Linked DNA regions of Mus musculus: regions 1 and 3 are each linked to region 2. Evidence: chromatin contacts called from public ChIA-PET and HiChIP or PLAC-seq data. All regions are on one chromosome and are shown on one strand. The core of a region is the stretch at or near the end of the contact, and the rest is flanking DNA. Distances in the headings are between cores, read along the strand shown. Region 1 has its middle 3.6 kb from the start of Gm40639. Region 2 has its middle 24 kb from the start of Gm35028. Region 3 has its middle 23 kb from the start of Gm40639.

What was found. ChIA-PET counts read pairs in DNA pulled down with a chosen protein or histone mark. HiChIP or PLAC-seq counts read pairs in DNA pulled down with a chosen protein or histone mark.
Region 1: a contact with region 2 is called in an RNA polymerase II ChIA-PET map of effector CD8 T cells, with 10 times the contacts expected there. The contact joins two enhancer-like sites. A contact is called at or near these places in 2 of 484 Hi-C or Micro-C datasets (bone marrow-derived macrophages and nephron progenitors) and 2 of 115 datasets of contacts at active chromatin or transcription factors (effector CD8 T cells and embryonic stem cells).
Region 3: a contact with region 2 is called in a BATF HiChIP or PLAC-seq map of CD8 T cells, with 6 read pairs. The contact joins two enhancer-like sites. A contact is called at or near these places in 6 of 39 promoter capture datasets (the C10 cell line, cranial neural crest, liver and 3 more), 1 of 15 datasets of contacts at CTCF or cohesin (large pre-B cells), 1 of 484 Hi-C or Micro-C datasets (bone marrow-derived macrophages), 13 of 115 datasets of contacts at active chromatin or transcription factors (the 230-238 cell line, CD8 T cells, bone marrow-derived macrophages and 7 more) and 1 of 9 other capture datasets (embryonic stem cells).

What each region holds. Positions count from the first base shown.
Region 1 is chr10:45,019,220-45,022,280 of GRCm38.p6, forward strand. No RefSeq gene overlaps it. Among named protein-coding and RNA genes, the nearest start is that of Gm40639, 3.6 kb to the right of the region's middle. Within about 2 kb of position 1,277, at least 68 of the 459 cell types and tissues checked have an H3K27ac peak or open chromatin away from gene starts, as enhancers often do. A contact at or near this core is called in effector CD8 T cells, where this site is marked.
Region 2 is chr10:44,402,132-44,405,049 of GRCm38.p6, forward strand. No RefSeq gene overlaps it. Among named protein-coding and RNA genes, the nearest start is that of Gm35028, 24 kb to the right of the region's middle. Within about 2 kb of position 1,335, at least 23 of the 459 cell types and tissues checked have an H3K27ac peak or open chromatin away from gene starts, as enhancers often do. A contact at or near this core is called in CD8 T cells and effector CD8 T cells, where this site is marked.
Region 3 is chr10:44,999,805-45,002,724 of GRCm38.p6, forward strand. No RefSeq gene overlaps it. Among named protein-coding and RNA genes, the nearest start is that of Gm40639, 23 kb to the right of the region's middle. Within about 2 kb of position 1,252, at least 132 of the 459 cell types and tissues checked have an H3K27ac peak or open chromatin away from gene starts, as enhancers often do. A contact at or near this core is called in CD8 T cells, where this site is marked.

The DNA of each region.
Region 1 (3,061 bases), core at 27-2,526, 620 kb after region 2:
AATTACAAAGCAAACTTTGATTTCATATGAGAAACGACTATTTTGAATAAAAGAGGGGAAACCTGCCAATATACCTTTCACAGTATTATGCTATATGAACTGGTAGGGCTGAGCCTGGCATGTGTTAAGTTGTAAGCAATTAATAACAGTCCATCCATTCTCAGAATTGATCACCACTATGGCTAATATCCTAGCAGAGAGACTACTGACACCAAAATCTTTGTCATGAACTTTATTACCGCTCCAGGAAGTGTCAGATGTTTATGGGCACATCGCATACAAGTATCTGAAAGCAGGGTGGCTGAGTCACCAGATTTAGGCCTTCCAGCGTCCAGATGTTAACTTCCTCCAGTGAGTGCCAGCTGTCACGTCCACTCCTTCCAGCCTAGCAACAGTGGGCCCTATGATTTGTTCCTGCCATTAACCCAGAGCAACAGACCAACATCTGAGTCATTCAGAAAGAAGAAGAAAGCAAAACAAAACAAAAAGCAGTGTCAATACAGAGCTGTGACCCAGAAACAAACACCTCCTGCCACAGTGAAAGTCCGTGCTCCCAGTGAGAGGGTGTGGCTGAGCTCCCAGGGATGGCATCGCGGGAAGGCTTCTCTCTTTGTCCCTGCCTGCTTCCACCTGAATCTTATAAGAATGGCTCCCAAATAACATCTTCTAACCCAAACCGACTGTTTACCTTTGTCTATATAGATGGAAAGTATGCAGAGGCGGGGCTCGTGAGGGTGGAGTGGTGAAGAGACATGAGTCTATATAGCTTGTTATTAAAGTATTAGAAGACATATAAATATCAAGATGTTCATTAGTGCCGCCTAAAGCGTAAGAGGCTGAGCTTTATTCCCTTTGGCCTTTCAGTTTCGGTTTATGCGAGGCTGCATACATGAGATGATCTCTCCTCTAGAACAACCCAGAAGGTACTAAGCAGGATGAGCCTCTCCTAGCCTCTTTCCTCGGTTTTACTCTAAGAGTTACAAAGATTGCCAATTCGGAAGCTTCCGGAGCATAAAAGACACACAACAGCTAAATATTTCATTGTTTCTCTGGCAAAGCAGCAAATATTTTTGTTTTGTCTCTGTCTTTCAGATTGTTTGCATCATTCCTAAACTTACACCCTGACTTGGCAGCAAGTTGGTATCTCTTGATAATAAGTTTCACAAGGGAAGAAAGCGACTCAGGGTTGCCGCTTTCCTGACCTAGAACACGAGGTACCTTTGTCAGCCTCCAGATCAACCACATCACAGCTGTGTTCTCACACATGAGCCCTTGTTCAAAGCGGCACGCGGCCATCTCATACCATCTCCCTTTGCCTGTAGCATCTGTAAAGATTACGCATAGCTTTGGCCTTTCTTTGCTTTCGGTTTAACACATGAAGCTGCTGAGGAGAGGGTGGGTGTTAGAGCTGGTGTTAGAACAAACTAGCTGTGCTCTCTCCGTCAATGGCGGCCTGCAGTCCTTCCAGGAATTTTGAAGAATTATACTTCCTTCTGCTTAAAACCACATAAGGGTAGTCCTATTTTCAACTCTCAACCTGGGACAGTAATCAATTGTCTAAAACACAGACTCCTAGGAATGATCCTACACAGCATTACAAACTAAATTATTTTATAAGGGATAAAAAAAATATGCATGGAATTTTTTAAAAAGACTTAATTTTTCTAAATTCATGTTTTATTGAAAAATGGGAAGTAAACAGAGGTAACACAGACAGAAATTTCTTGGTTTAAAAATAAAATTTTACCACTGCCAAAGTTACATCACTCTTTATAATCTGACAGTAATGCCCTATTGCTGAAGATACACTTACTCATGTCATCAAGCAGGGAGAACTTAAGCTGGTGCCTAGCTAAAAGCTTTGCCCCTGCCGACTGGTATCCATGGTGCTAGAAGGTACTTTGCATAATACCAGAGGAGAAAAATTTGTCCTCGATACCACTTAACTACAAACCCTGTGACCTACAATGGTGGTCTTCTGCAGGCAATACAGATGTGCTATGGCACAGATGTTAAAGGAGTAACAAGCCACTTTTTGATTGGGTTTAAGACGCATTGCATGAAACAGAATCCACACTAAAGAATACACTGCTAAAGTGGCCAAAAGTCTAAAATAGATAGGTCATAGGCCCTAGTGGGAAACCTACTGCTAAAGGCAACTTCTGCAATAAACATAGCAATAAACTGTCTGGATGATTTAATATGGATATATTGCTACACTCATAGATCAATGTGTCACCTCACCCTCATGGAGAAGTTTCACCTTCCTGTGAATAGTGACTAACTAGAGACCCACAGCTGGACAGTGTGCAGAAATTGAGAGACTTTAGAGTAATCAGCTCTAAATGAAATGTCTTTAACAAACCCCTTCTCTCAAGACTCAAGGACCTATGTGGGAGAGGAAGCAGAAAGATTCTCAGAGACAGTGATAGTGGCTGGCTCCAAGGAATGGCATCTTCCACACACAACAAGGCTGCTACACATATGAACTCACAGAGACGGTGTCGGTCTGTACAAGACCTGAACAAAGTTCAAAGCAGACAAAATCCCAACATAGAGAAGGGGAAGAAGACATGAGTCCCCCTTATCACATTGCTATTTGCACCTGATAGCTGCTGGGAAAGGAAAATCAATTTTCTCCAATGCAATCAGAGTTGGCCTATTCTGACCACACTGCAGGGCAGGCCCCAAGTCCTGGAGTAGTTGTCAACACAAAACAGACTCCATGTTTTTTGCATGCTTTTTGTTTTGTTTTTATCTTCTTGGTTTTGGGGTGTTTTAGCTAGTTTGTTTTAATTTTCTTCTCCTTCTTCTCCTTCTCCTTCTCCTCCTCCTTCTTCTTCTTCTCCTTCTTCTTCCTCTTCTTTTTGGGTTTTATTTTGTTTTGTTTTATTTTGAGAGAGACAGAAAGAAATAAAGAACCTGAAGTTAGGTGGGTAGAGAAAGACAAAAAATCTGGAAGGAGTTGGGGGATGGGAAAGAATGTGATCAAAATATATTTTATGAGACAAAATTTAAATGATTTGTTTAAAAAAAGAGAAGAAAAGTTAATTGAATTTTC
Region 2 (2,918 bases), core at 85-2,584:
AACACACACTGGGGGATGGAAGGAGTGGGGGACAGCCCCTGTGATGACAAGCCTCTATCTACCTCAGGACCATTCCAAGGACTCCTCCATGACCCGAGATGAGGCAGTTCTCACACCTTTCTTCACCACATGCTATGTACTCTCTTGACCTACACTTGTGGCCTCCTGCCCCGGCCTGAGATACCACCGTGAGATTTCTTATTTCAAGTAGTAAGTTTATGATGTGGCCAGATGTTTATTACAACTTCAGAATACATCAGAGCTCGACAGTTGTCCACAGTGCTGCCTAGGCTGCAGTGGAACTCCAAGGCTCAGGCCTTTGGTTCTGTCCCTCTGTCCCTCTGCCCCTCTGCCCGTCTGCCCCTCCCTCCCTGTTCCTTTCTCAGTTCACAGCAGCCCTGAGGGTCACCTCTACAGTTGCCTATTCTATGGGGACATTGCTCTGTTTCTGGGAGATGTGACTCTTCTTAATGAGGAGATGCTTCAGCCTGAGGATTTCTGAGAGTGCCTGCAGAACGCAGCAGAGAACATGCATCCAGGGCGGGTGGGCTGACACAGCTGCGGCAGGCTCACTGGTGAAGTAGAAAGAAAGCTGAAAACTCTGGCTCCCGAGCTGTCAACTTTCTGTGGAAGGGTATTTATGGGAACACGAATACTCCAGTTCCCTTGGCCTGACAATAATGCAGAAAGCTGAGAATGCAGGGTCGGCTAGTCCAGGTTAGGCACTATGGACCCGGTCCTAGAAGCTAGTTCTGTTTTGCCTCCGTCTGCCCCAGCAGTGTGTGCACATTTTTCTCCTGAAGAGCACTTTCAGTAGAGGGTGGCAAGTGGCAGCGGGGCTGAGAGCTGAGGAGACCTCACTTGCACTCAACACTTCTCTAGAGAAAGCCTTTCATCTGACTGGCTCAAAGCACCCGTGAGTGATAATTTACTCCTTGGGACATCTCCTGGGGAGGTAAGTGTGTTGTCTCATGGTTTTGTTTGTTTGTTTGTTTTGTTTTGTTTTGTTTTGTTTTGTTTTGTTTTGGTGTGTGTGTGTGTGTGTGTGTGTGTGTGTGTGTGTGTGTGTGTAGATTAGAACAAGGTGACATAGAGTTATTAAACGATCCCTTCAGTGAGCATATCTCTAATAACTGGGACCGGTTTACTGAAGTGGGAACAGACACCAGAGGCTGGGGCAGTGGCAGAAGTCAGGCCCTGCCACCTGGCTACCTTTGCCAACCCATTGCACACCTTCCCCAGTAAGTAGTGAGCTTGCCACTAGCCCTGGTGCCTCAGTGAGATGCTCACAAACCCAGGAAGTCAAGAGGGAGAGAAAAGAAAGAGAGTACACAGCAAGAAATAGCCCAGGACGAGGTTAGAGGCTCTCTCTGGCTTCCTGTAAGTGCAATCCTAACAAGCCACATGCGAGGGAAACCAAATGTCATGTGAAGCAGTGAAATTGTCACCCTCAGGAGGGCTGGGCCCCAAGGCGAAAGGTCAGACTGATCCCCTCTCTAGTAGGGCTGAGTTCCCTTACACTATTTTTAGCAACTCCTAGAATTTGCCAGCTATTTTTAGAAGCTCCTCGAATTTGTCACCTCACCCAGATACAAGAAGAGCCGAAGAATTACAGTTTGTCCTTCGACTGAAGGCAATGTCAGGCTTCAGCTGATGGACCTCCGAGAATTGTACACAGGTCAGATGTTAATGGTGACTCACACTGGAGCCTCTGACAGTCAAAGGACTCGACTCAGGTGGAGAACTCAGCAAGTGGTCATTACCCCACCTGCATGGCACAAGGTCAGCCTGGTGCTTAGCAGGGTGGACCTTGAAGCCTTGAGCCCCACCTCTACCTCCTTTTCCTCGTCTGCAAATGAGAGCTTGCTGTGACCTACCTCTTGCCGAGGTGGTGGTAAGAGTGTGGACTCACTCTTAGGAAGTATTCATGACCAGCAGCTGTTATTATGGTCTTTTGTTGTTGTTGTTGTTGTTCTTTAGGTTTATATTTTTAGAAAACTAAGAATGGCCACAAGGATGCCAATGGACAATCAGGACGTCGTGCCTAGGTCTGAAAGCCATACCATTTCTGCTGATAGAGAGCACCCTGGGAATCCTAGTCATGGGCTAGGCTCCGGGGTTCTGCGGGTTTTATTTGTAACATCTCCTGGGCCATTGGTAGGGTGGCCTTGGCTGGCACAGTCTGTCTTGGACCCCACTCTCAAAGATCTTCCAAAGATCTGCCTTGTGCCCTTACAATGGAGAGCCTGAAGCAGTGACTGAAATATTTCCAGTGAGCCATGTGACTCTGATAAGACTAGCAGTCCTCTCTACAAAATAATGAACATGGGCTCCACGTTTATTCCAGTGTTTCACATTTCCCACAGCACAGTAGTTTAACCTGTAAAGAGTCACCCTGAGTTAGCATCTACTGAGCCATTGCTACCAGGGAAAGCATGGGTTCCCTAAGCCTGTGGTCACAACATTTTTGTCAACTGACCCATGTAGTGCCATGTCCCTGTATGCGTCTGTATAGAGAGTCTGTCTTTATACACCATATACAGAACAACATTGTAAAATCATTGGTTTATTGGCAAAGAACTAGTGACTGTGTCTAGGTACTAGGTGGGTGGCTCAGTGAATAAGAACACTTGCCACACAAACAAAATGACCTGGATCCCCAGAACTAATGTAAAGAAGCTGCGCATTCCTGGAACTCCAGTGTTGGGAGATGGAGGCAGGCTGATCTCGGGAGTCCACTGGACAGCCAAAGTAGCCAAAATGGTGAGATGTCAAACTTCTGCTTCAGTGAAGATCCTGTTCGTAGGCAATGACATGGAATGTGAAACCATACTCTTATGGCCTCCTTGTGTTTGAACGGGCACACATACATACATTCATACATACACACACACACACATACACACTCACACACATAC
Region 3 (2,920 bases), core at 2-2,501, 600 kb after region 2:
ATCAGAACCATAAAAATCATCACCCTCTTGTTCCTAGTCAGTCTTTCCTGCTAGATAATATAAACCAGAGAAAAATAACGTTGTATCTGAGTGTCTACTTTAAGTAGACTCTGTTGCAGAGGTGTGTGTGTGTGTGTGTGTGTGTGTGTGTGTGTGTGTGTGTGTCTGTCTGTCTGTCTGTCTGTCTGTCTGTCTGTCTGTGTATACAGAATAGTGATGGTATGTCTGGAAATGGAGAGAGAAGAATATTGAATTAAACTACATATGTTTGAGGATTAAACAGGCTCTGTACGAAGCTCTTCCTAGTACCAACTGTCTTATGAACCAGAACGATGCTGCTGTGGGGCACCACTCGTTTTAGCCATGCGCTGACCTGTCCTACGCAGGAGCACAGTCTCTCAAGTGTACACAGAGAGGGGAAGCAGGTGCTTCGACTCCCCAGCATCTGGTTTAAATGACCACAATGCTGAGAGCACCTGCAGCCAGCATTTCAGCCAAGTCTGGCCTCCCATTGTATTCAACTGTTCTTTCTGCCTTAAGCAAAAAAGGCATTGTTTATCTGATTTGCCAAAGGATCTCCGGGGAGGTGGAGAAAGACCGGACAAACAAAGCTAAAACTGAGCGCCAGTGGACCGCACGGGAGGATCTTGATTATTTGTGACTATCCACGGGGATCTTTCATCCTGACTAAACAGAGAGAGAGAGAGGAGGGGGCCCCACGGGGACATAGAGAGACAGACAGAGACAGAGAGAAAATATCAGCTGCATTTGGTGCTGCGGGTTTAAGAGCAGAGCAGAGAATAATCTTACTGAGAAGGTGGAGCTGTAGTTTGTGTGCTAAATGTTCAGTCTATGCACTTTCCACGTTCCTAGTTTAGAGCAACTACGCACTGAGAGAGCTGACTGCCTCTAAACGATGTCAAAAGCAGTAGTAACCTTGGTTCAGACTTTTCAAATCAAGGTATGAAGAGCAAATAAAACTGACCCACGGAGGGGGGGGCAGTTAGAGGGGGGGACAAAAACCAAAACCCAAAACAAACCTGTGGTCGATGTGTTAGAACCAAAATAAAATGACCAGTCGTATTTTCAAGAACACGGAAAATAAAGTCTTCCTGCGTAGTGTTTGCTTAGTAAATAATTCTGTGGAGCCCCTTTATTTCCTTTTTTCTTTTCTTTTCTTTGTGTAGAGCCCCAACTAGTGGGAGATTGGAAAACTGCACCTGAAGAGAGGCCATTTAAATGGAGGTGACCATTGGACTTCCGGCCAGCATATGAGCACTTTAGGACAAGGCTGATTTTCAGGTGTGAGACTGCAGACAGGTGCTAAGAGGGGAGGGTTGTGAAACTGCCTTCTTCTTAACTTTCTGCATGCTAAAGGGCAACCTGGCGCCGAGGAAAGCAAACACACTCTCTGGCATGTGAAATGACTCAGTGCACTCTAGCTACAGCTAATTCGAGAAAGGAAAATAAATTCTGAGTTCAGAACTTATATGCCTCAAAGATCTTTTTTAAAAGAAAGGGGACAACATCCTGTAACCGAAAAGAAAAAAGAAAAAACTGCACAGGCTGGAGGAAAAAGAGCCGGTTTCACATGTTAAATGAGAATTCAGTTAGAAATATTTTTACCCAGTTGGTAGTTTTTACTGAGAAGAGATAAGAATGTGCTGTGTTGTGATAAGAGGAGCTAGCTGTAGGTAGACCAGCAGGCCGGAGGCCATCATGCAGGAGAGATCAGAACTTCAATGAAGAATGAGACAGAAACGCCTAGAAAAGTGGGGTGTACTGTTCTGAACTCAGAATTTATTTTCCTTTCTTAAATTAGCATAGACAGAGTGTGCTGACTCATTTCACTTGCTAGAGAGTGTGTTTGTTTTCTAAGGGGACTGAATCTCAGGAGCTGCTGGGATTTTAAGTTTGTTTCTTTGTTTCTTCTTCCATCCTTTCAAAAACTCTCATTCTGCTCAATTGTTTTTAAAATAATGTTTCCTTTGACAAAAAGTGGCAATAAAATGCAGACAGCCTGGAAAGGCTATTAAAGAAATAATCCACGATGAGTTCATTAATTAAAGTATAAGAATGTGCATCAGGGGTTGTCATGCAGGCTTCAGGGTGTTTGTGGAACTCCCTAACAAGAAAGATCTATAGTGTGTGTGTGTGTGTGTGTGTGTGTGTGTGTTTCTGAATTCTCAAAGAATCCCATAAAAAACAAACAAACAAACAAACAAATCCAACTACACAGGAATCTGCACATAGACAAAAACCAACCACATTGTCATAGATGTGCCTCAGAGTGGTCTGACTTCAGAGACTGCATAGAAAAGCCCCACAGAGTCATCAAGCCATGTCTAGGGCATCTCACAGAGCAGATGCTAACCTCCAGAGTCACAGGCTTCCCTGTGCATTGTGCACTAGAATAAAGGTGTGGTGGGTGTCCTGCTTATACCTTGAGGGCATATGGGTGCACACAGTCCTCATCAGCTGCAGGGATGAACAACTCGCTCTCACCACTTCCCTCCATGTGAATGTACAAAAGGCCACTTATGCTCAAAATTTGAACATAGTAGTAATTATTTTTTTTTATCCCCACAGATTAGCCAGTAAAATTCAGAATTTAACCACAACAACAGAAATACCTTTAACTTTTAGGAGTCAAACACCTACTCAGTATACACAGTTGTTACAAAATATCAATTCAAGGGAGTTTTCTCTGCCACTTAAAGTTTATGGTGATTATTAAATAAACAGACCTTTGCTTCATTTGAAAAGGGATTTGTTTAAATACTACTTATTTGAAGATCATTAAGTCTCTGGAGTTCAAGGATATCGAGGGTGGTGACTGCCTCCCGGAGCTATCTAACTTCTTTTATGATGTCAGCTTTCCCAGAGATTTTATTTAACAAATGACTTCACTGTGGAGAAA